3 separate regions of the Bombyx mori genome follow, and regions 2 and 3 are each linked to region 1. The links are chromatin contacts, called in public Hi-C maps. All regions are on one chromosome and are shown on one strand. Each heading gives the region's core, a stretch centred on a gene start, on an enhancer-like site or on the middle of the called end of the contact. The rest is flanking DNA. Distances are from core to core; before and after follow the strand shown.

Region 1 (2,744 bases), core at 64-2,563:
AGACATCAGTAAAATCAATTTTACGACGAAAACTATAAAATACATATATAATGTTAATATTAAACCGTAAAGTTAGTTTTAATTATTAATTATTAAAACTAACTTTACGGTTTAGAACATTATTAATTATTTTTTCTTTTCTTTTTTTATTGCTTATCAGAGCTCATAGACCACTGGAACGTAAACGCCGCCACCTACCGCCATGAGTTCTAAGGTCTCAATGTTTACCGTACAACGGAATTTCCCAACTTTCAAACCAAACCGCATTACTGCTTCGCGGTAGAAATAGGCAGGGGGTGGTACCTACCCGTGCGAATTCACAAGACGTCCAGCGGGTTTGGTTTCTATGACACGGTGTTATTCCTTCACCGTGAAAGTACGTATTTCATTTGAAAAATTGATACCTGCCTGCGGGATTCGAACACCGTTGCACCGGTACATACGAATGCACCGGGCGTCTTATTTTTTGGGCTACGACGACTTTATTACCAAAATGTAATTTAAATAAAGTAATTTTTTAAGTTTTGTAACGAAACTGTCGCGCACTCTTGACTTGAAATTCGTCTCAACTCCAAATATGGTTCACATTCGCAAGGCCAATTGTAGTTGCGTAATCGAATATTTCGAGCAATGATCTGATGGTCATTACCGATGACAGCTGTTTCCGAAGGTAACCATCGCGTCATACCTCAGTTTTATAAGGAAACATCGCGGAAATTATATTTATTTTTTGTTATTTAAATAAACTTTTCTATGTATTACAACAAACCTTTTAATTTTTTCAAAATAAGATTATTTACATTACTACCAATATTATTTAATTTACCTATTTATGCATATTTTTAATTTTAAATTTTCTAACATCTAAATTTATTGCATAGATAATTTCTGTACAACAAATAAGAAGGAGTAAAGCAGTTTCTTAGAATATTCTAAAATGATAAGTAAATACTTTTGTCATGAAAGTAAGTCCACTAGGGTATATAGACTTTATATAGGTTCGAAATTACATATTAGTCCTGCTTTTGCTCCATCAAGGAGATTTCCGTGACAATCACTAGTTATAGCTTTCGGTAATAGGGGCCTGGCATCTTCCGGCACACGGTCACCATTCATGAACACTGTTGTAATAGACTGTTTAATGGAGAAAAAAACCATTCTTTCAACTCCCAATCCTTTCATATCCCAATACTACATAAATACAAAAGCGAAATTTTAAATTTGTTATTCAACAAATAAGCGACTTCTAAAACCTCAAAAAGCTACAATATAAAATAATATTTTCCTTTTTCATAGTGGTTAGTCGCTTAAATCATCAATAGATGGCGCTTTACTAAGCAAAACTTTTTGAACTATAGCTTTAACCGAAATCGCCAATACTTACTAACAGTGCCATCAAAAATCAAAGACAATCAAGCTTGAAAATAAGTCTATGCGAAACGATTAATGACTTTTCATTGTAAAATTTTGTTTCAAAAAGTATTTTCAGAGACTTTTGCTATCTGACAATAGATGGCAGTAAAAGTTTCCATTTCTAACGAATAGATGGCACAGGTATCAAAAATATTATTCCTCTTGGTGCTAATGCCCTCTTTTATTCTTTACAAATAAATTTTCCTTAGAAGAACTTATTGGTTTATCTTTAATCACTATCACTTTATTTTGATAATGCTATCAATATGATTATTTTTTATGAAATGAGAAATAAATGTACCGCAAGGCAAATAAGCTGATATCAATGAATAAATAGGTATAGCAATTTCCTCATTAGTATAATTTTCCTTCGCTGAAACTTAAAAGATTGTCAGCTTACACCGCTTACATTAAACACCAAAGGGCATCGGTCTCGTGGATAACGAGCCACTTTGTACCCAATAACGCAAGAGGTTACGTGCAATTTGTCGTGTCATTGGTCGTAGTCACATTTATTTTGTTTGCATGGACGTAAAGAGTCCACACCCTTAGCTCCAACTACCCATTCAAGGCTATTTTACCTTGAACCCCGCCTACGAAGCTTACTATTGAAAATGGAGTTCATTAGAAGGAAAATGGAGGCCAAGCTGTCTTGGCTAGGAGATACTTCGTCCATCCATAGCCAGGTGACAGCTATCACGTCATCAACGCAATTGAATCGTTACCGTAAAAGTTAACTAGTATTCCGCGGACACTGTTACGGTGAACTACCATCATTCTCGGATATTAACGGCCACGAAAAAAAGTCTCATATAACTAATATTTGTAAATTAAAAAGTATCTCACAAAGCAATCATAAATAAAACAAAAATATTTGGTCCTGATGAATGAATAAAACAGCAAATACTTATTACAAAGAGTTAAGTAATAAAATTTCAGTACTTCAAATTACTACACTATCGTTATTTGATTCCGACCTAGACCAACAAAATGAACATGAGGCGTAGAAGGGAATCGGTTGCTTCAGTCTACAGGAAGACCACAAAATTTATAAGCTCCAACACAGCCAATCTTTTGAAGAAGATGCCTAACACCAAGAAAATTAGATCTCCCTCGCAATCAAACGCAGAAGAATTAAAAACAATGTCTATCAACAACAAAGAAGATTCAGAAACTGAAGATGATGATCTCGGAGAAAGAGACCTTGATTACTATTTAGGAGTAAAAAAAAAAGAAACCTATTGGAGAGATCCTGAAAGAACAGAACAAATCGTGAAAGACTATTTACTTTATCATTGCGGGGTTTCAGAAGATGATTTCAATAAGTATCA
Region 2 (2,989 bases), core at 105-2,604, 71 kb after region 1:
GCTTATGTTGAAAATGTCGTAAGCGAGATTCAGGCATCTGTCAAATATCTTCTATTGTATGATGGTCGCCTGCTACATATGAGTCGTCTATTATCAAAGGTGGCAATCTGTGCATTTGGACAAAATTTTTTTATTGATATGTCAATACAGATTGATTTGAATATAATCGTCTCCTTCAAAGAATACGGTTCAAAACCTGCATTAAATAAAGGTTAATACTTAACCTGTTATTTATCTAAGATGTCGTTCAGAAGAGTTTTGTGACTGCCAATGGAATACAAAGTCAATAATTCGTTTTTCTAATTTACCAATAATTGTCCAAAAGTCACATTGCCGGCTTTGATAATAGTCGACTCATATGTAATAAGAAGGTTTTTGCAAAGCAAAATTTTATCCACACCAGAATTGGATCATAGTTGAATGTATTTGATATTCCTTATTTAAATGTGTTTTTAAATATTACATCCGTTTTGTATAAGTATTAACTGAAGTATTTAGCGGCAGCTAAAACACTGCCTGCCTAGATAATGTTAAATTAATTACATTATTAACATAAAGTGTTTCTGTTGTTAACAGAAAGACCTGCAAGTCATGCGGGTGTGATCGATTGAAGCATTCGGTGTACCATGAAGAACTGGGCTCGGTTCGAGACCGACTCGGACTCCGCGACTCTAGAGTCAACCATCACTCCTATGACAGTCCGCCCGGACTCACCGCTAAGCAGGTAAATGAACACTAAATACTGTACAGCGACATCTTGTGACAAGTAGTAGAACCATAAATAGGTTAGACCTAAATTCTCAACATTGACGACGATTATGAATTCGGAATACCTAATCAATTTTTTTTTTCGTATCTTAGACCGAGCTGTACTGGCAGTCGCTCGCTGAGCGTACTCCTACTAGTACAGGTGGCGCCACTGGTCAGGCGGCGTGGCGTGCTTGGCGTACTAGGGCCTTAGCTTCCCAATTACCAAAGCAGGATCTTACATTGGATCATTGCAAGCACATCGACGAAGGCCACCGCAAGCAATATGAAGATTTCGTCGCCGCCAGGAATGAAATTGCTCTTGATATCGGTACCAAAATATCATTTAAGCATCTCCATCTATTGTCAAGTAGTCTACTTACTATTCTAAAATATTGAATTACGTTTTTAGGTATCGCTAGTCAACATCATGGATCTCCGCTGGAATGCATTGGCTGCAATAAGTCGATCAGAAGCGGCAGCATTACTATTCTTGCACCTAGAATAGGAGAAGACGTAAGTAAATTCAAACTTTCATGTAATCAAAATTAAAAATGTATTACAAACCTAAATCAAATCGTGTTTTTCACTGTCGCCGCTAGATGGCGCGAATTTAAAGATTATTATCTGGGTTTTGTTGCAGGCGTTTTTCCACCCGGCGTGCTTTTCTTGCTCGGAATGCGATGAATTGCTAGTCGAACTAGCTTATTGCAATTTAGACGGACGATTGTACTGCGTTCGACACTACTCCGAGAAGTTGAAGCCTCGGTGTCATGCTTGCGATGAGGTAAGTCGAGACAGCTAGATGAGGTCGCATGTCGCGCACTTATTGTAGTTAAAGTAGTATTGTGAACCAACATAGATAGGCACCTGCTGATTTCTGCCTCAAATTAGTCATATATTTTGCAAGGAGAGCCAACAGAATCGAGACTCCGACCTCATGTTTTATGATGGTTGATGATGTTCACTTTGTGTTGTCTATGTATAATAATTTAATAAAACTGCACCAATGTATTCCTACATATGAGTCGTCTATTATCAAAGGTGGCAATCTGTACATTTGGACAAATTTTTTTTATTGATATGTCAATACAGATTTATTTGAATATAATCGTCTCCTTCAAAGAATACGGTTCAAAAGCTGCATTAAATAAAGGTTAATAGTTAACCTGTTATTTATCTAAGATGTCGTTCCGAAGAGTTTTGTGACTGCCAATGGAATACAAAGTCAATAATTCGTTTTTCTGATTTACCAATCATTGTCCAAAAGTCAGATTGCCGCCTTTGATAATAGTCGACTCATATATAGTTAAAATCTTATATAGCCCGTTAGCTTAAACGTTTATTTGTACTTATATTCGGAAAGTACACACATGAAACTAGAGCCAAAAGATTATGACTGACTTCAACATTAAAAGATAATGTTTATTATATTTATTTATGTATTTCATATATAATTATACATGCCGCCATTATTATACTAGCATTCTATGAATAAATATGTAAAGGCATTACAATTACTAACTACTTTCTCCTGTTTGTCCTTTTTTGGTATCTATTAAGTAGCTTTAATATTACCATATATTTTTTTTAAAGTTTTTTTTCTCTTGTAAATCAGAAACAAAATCTATTTTGTTTCAGACACTAAATCAGTAATACAGTTTTAGTGATTATACGAACACTGGTTTATTTAAACAGTTCATTTAGGAACTGCATACAAACGAGACCGCGTAAAACGGCCAATTGTAGACTGTAAGTTTTAGTTAAGATAATCCTGTTTATTTCGATCGCGGGACATTCACGCGTTTGTAGGATAGGACACCTGTTATAACCCACTGAGTTTCTCGCCAGATCTTCTTAAACTGTCGCGATTCCGATCCGGTAGTAGATTCAGCTATTTTTCCCTACCTATTCGTTGGTAGCATAAGGTGCAATTTCAGCTACGCCCGGACGGGTCAGTGAGCTCACGGGCTCAACCTGAGAGAATTTGCTAACACTAGCCCTAGCAAGAGCAGTACTCTGCAGAATCTACCACCGAATCGGAATCGCGACCCACTGAAAAGATCCGGCGTGAAACTCAGTGGGCTGTGTCTTTGGGTTAGTTCACTCGTCGAACTCTTCGTCGTAATCGACGAGTTCGATGAGGAAAGACTAAGGAAAGGACTACTCTTGTTAGGGCTAGTGTTAGCAAAGTCTCTAAGCTCGAGCCCAGCAATTAGATGAATAGCTACTTTTGGCTAAC
Region 3 (2,816 bases), core at 220-2,719, 89 kb before region 1:
TTAAAGTGTAATAATGATGGCCTAGTCTGCGTTTACTATTGGTGAAAGTGTACATGTGTGGGAAAGTAAAACAAAGTCGTTAGACGTGGCTCTCGGGTTCATTCAAAAATCCCAATAAAGTCTTCGTGAATTTCCACCATTTTACAATATTTCGTTTAATGTTTAATATTAATCCATTATTAATTAATAATCTCGACTCGCATTTCATTAAACTTCATCGCAATGGATCTCAAATTTCAAATAAATCAACTTTATTTTGTTGCGCTCCAATTTTCATACTTTAAAGTATTCATATAATGACTAAATCGCTACGCTTTAAATCTTTAAAATTACGCAACGGATTTTGATGCGGTTTTTTTAATAGATAGAATGATTGAAGAGGAAGGTTTCACGTCCTTCCCACGTCCTTACGGATCCATCAGATCCAATAAATAACCTTTGCATTAGACGCCTTCAGCTCTAACACTAGGAGCAGGCTTAGGGACCTCGGTAACCGTACTCGTCGAACTCGACAAAGAGTTCGCCGTGCAACCTAACCCATAAATCAGCTCGCTGAGTTTCTCGTCGGATCTTCTCAGCGGGTCGCGATTCCGATCCGGTAGTAGATTCATTCGCGAAACAGCTACTCTTGAGCTGTTAGGTCTCCTTCGGAGGCGCTCGGGTAGCTGTTAGCAAATCCCACCCCTCTTGGCTGAGCCTTTGCTCACCCACCTGTCCTGGTGAAACTGGAAAGGCCTCCGGGCCACCAGTAACCCTTCAATCATAAAAAAAATAAAAATAAAAAAAGGAAGGTTTATATGTATAATAACATCCATTAAATAGTGGAGAACTCAATAATAAATTTGTTTCCGAATCGAAGCGAGGGCGGGTCGCTAGTATTTTTATAAACTCGACATTGGTAACAATGGCGTCGGAAGCAAACAACTTCCATACAGAAAAAGAAAGAAGAAGAAGCGATCAGTGTATTATTTATTAATGTTGGCATTTATAGCTATCACACCTACCTAGAAATTTCGGTTCTTAACACGCTTCTATTAGCTTGGTCTGTTTAATTGTTTAGATGCATACGTATTTTTACGTTAAAATATTTTTTTCTTAAACACTTTAAAAAAAAAATATTTTCTACTTTTTATTTCGATTAGGTACAAAAACGTCCAACAGCGCCATCTCTTAAAAATATTAAACGTTTGCTAAAATTCTGCTATTCAACAACAGATGGCGCTTTAAAATGTTCTTTTATCGATAATAGATGGCAGTAAAATTTACTAAAAGCATATTTCTTGCAGGATTCTCATCCCCATAATTTAAATTAATTATGCAATAGTTTCTTTTATCTTAATTTTATAAGGGTTCTTGTTGCATAGCTCAATGTATATCCTATGCGTAAGTTTTAATATGTACATTAATACAGCTCAATTACATTAAGATTATTAAGTTTTTTTTAACTGTGATCATGGTTAAATGAGATCACGGTCTGCCTTGCTTGCAATGCTTATAGTAAGCACATAGGCGTTACAACGTGAGTCTTTACTCAACTTGAGATATGAAGCCGAAGACTCAACTCAATTGTATAAGTACACTTTGCAATAGAAACAGGCAAGATGGCATTACCTACTCGCGCGGGCTCACTAGTCGTCCTACCACCAGTGTGCTTAGTGTTAACGTCCTCGATAGCGTAAAAGTTAACTCACAGTATGCAGTTGGAACAGCACCCCTAGCGGCTAACGTAGGCAAACGTTCGAACTCCATACAAATTTGAGTTAACTTTTACGCTATCGAGAACGTTAAAAAACTCACACTAAACACACGGTAAACCAGTGACAACCGTACATTTGTACACAGGCGATGTATAATTGTAAACATACATATACCACAAAACAGATATTGAAACCAGTAACCGTACTCGTCGAACTCGAAAACAAAGCGCAACCTAACCCATGCATCAGCTCGCTGAGTTTCTCGCCGGATCTTCTCAGCGGGTCGCGATTCCGATCCGGTAGTAGATTCATTCAAATTCAAATTCAAATTCAAAATCATTTATTTCAACTTGGATGTCATCAAAAACACACTTGTTGAATGTCAAAATGTAAAAGAAAATGTTAACTCTACCATGTTAACTCTACCATTCGCGAAGCAGCTGCTCTTGGGTTGTTAGGTCTCCTTCGGAGGCGCTCGGGCAGCTGTTAGCAAATCCCACCCCTCCTGGCTGAGCCTTGCTCGGCACCTGTCCTGGTGAAACTGGAAAGGCCTCCAGGCCACCAGTAATCATTCAAACATAAATAAAAAAGATATTGAAACCTAAAGCTTACTATGATCGACACTAGAATTTGGCTCTCAACAATGGCAAACTTTAAAAAAAAATTAAGCTTAAACTACCATTATAACGGATGGTATTAAATTATTAGATCTGTGACACAAACAAGAAGCTGCTTCAAAATACAATACAAGTTTGTAGGACATCTGTTTGTGTTCTTAATTGTTTCAATGAATCGTCGGCGTACTGTTTGAATATAAACTACAGGGACGTAATGAAAATAGAACAGTGATTTGTTTACTTTCGTTACATTTGGATGGAAAAAATTCTGTAACTTACTTAAATAAATCGATTAGCTAGGTTGTTTTTTTATTGTCAACTAGCTGACCCAGTAGACTTCGTAATGCCTCAATCGAACAAAAACCTAAAAGACCTAAACTTTTGTATAAAATAAATTTAAAACAAACAAAAGAAATCCGTCGGACGGGGGACACATCAAAGGAAAAACAAAATTGTTATTTTTATTTAATTCTGAGCATTTTCATATTTATTTACCTTTTAA

What was found. A called contact is a pair of places that touch in the nucleus more often than the background predicts.
Region 2: a contact with region 1 is called in a Hi-C map of whole pupa, with 10 times the contacts expected there. The contact joins two enhancer-like sites. A contact is called at or near these places in 2 of 7 Hi-C or Micro-C datasets (posterior silk gland and whole pupa).
Region 3: a Hi-C map of posterior silk gland shows a contact between it and region 1, with 4 times the contacts expected there. The contact joins two enhancer-like sites. A contact is called at or near these places in 6 of 7 Hi-C or Micro-C datasets (middle silk gland, midgut, posterior silk gland and 2 more).

What each region holds. Positions count from the first base shown.
Region 1 is chr22:2,684,823-2,687,566 of ASM3026992v2, forward strand. The region is part of intron 1 of LOC101741761 (four and a half LIM domains protein 2); the gene reads left to right. Among protein-coding and RNA genes, the nearest start is that of LOC110384971, 11 kb to the right of the region's middle. Within about 2 kb of position 1,314, at least 5 of the 8 cell types and tissues checked have open chromatin away from gene starts, as enhancers often do.
Region 2 is chr22:2,755,462-2,758,450 of ASM3026992v2, forward strand. LOC101741761 (four and a half LIM domains protein 2) reads left to right here. Exons shown (of 10, transcript XM_062674867.1): 3 at 577-724; 4 at 862-1,078; 5 at 1,160-1,263; 6 at 1,391-1,534. Among protein-coding and RNA genes, the nearest start is that of LOC134200941, 11 kb to the right of the region's middle. Within about 2 kb of position 1,355, at least 8 of the 8 cell types and tissues checked have open chromatin away from gene starts, as enhancers often do.
Region 3 is chr22:2,595,367-2,598,182 of ASM3026992v2, forward strand. No RefSeq gene overlaps it. Among protein-coding and RNA genes, the nearest start is that of LOC110384972, 9.5 kb to the left of the region's middle. Within about 2 kb of position 1,470, at least 2 of the 8 cell types and tissues checked have open chromatin away from gene starts, as enhancers often do.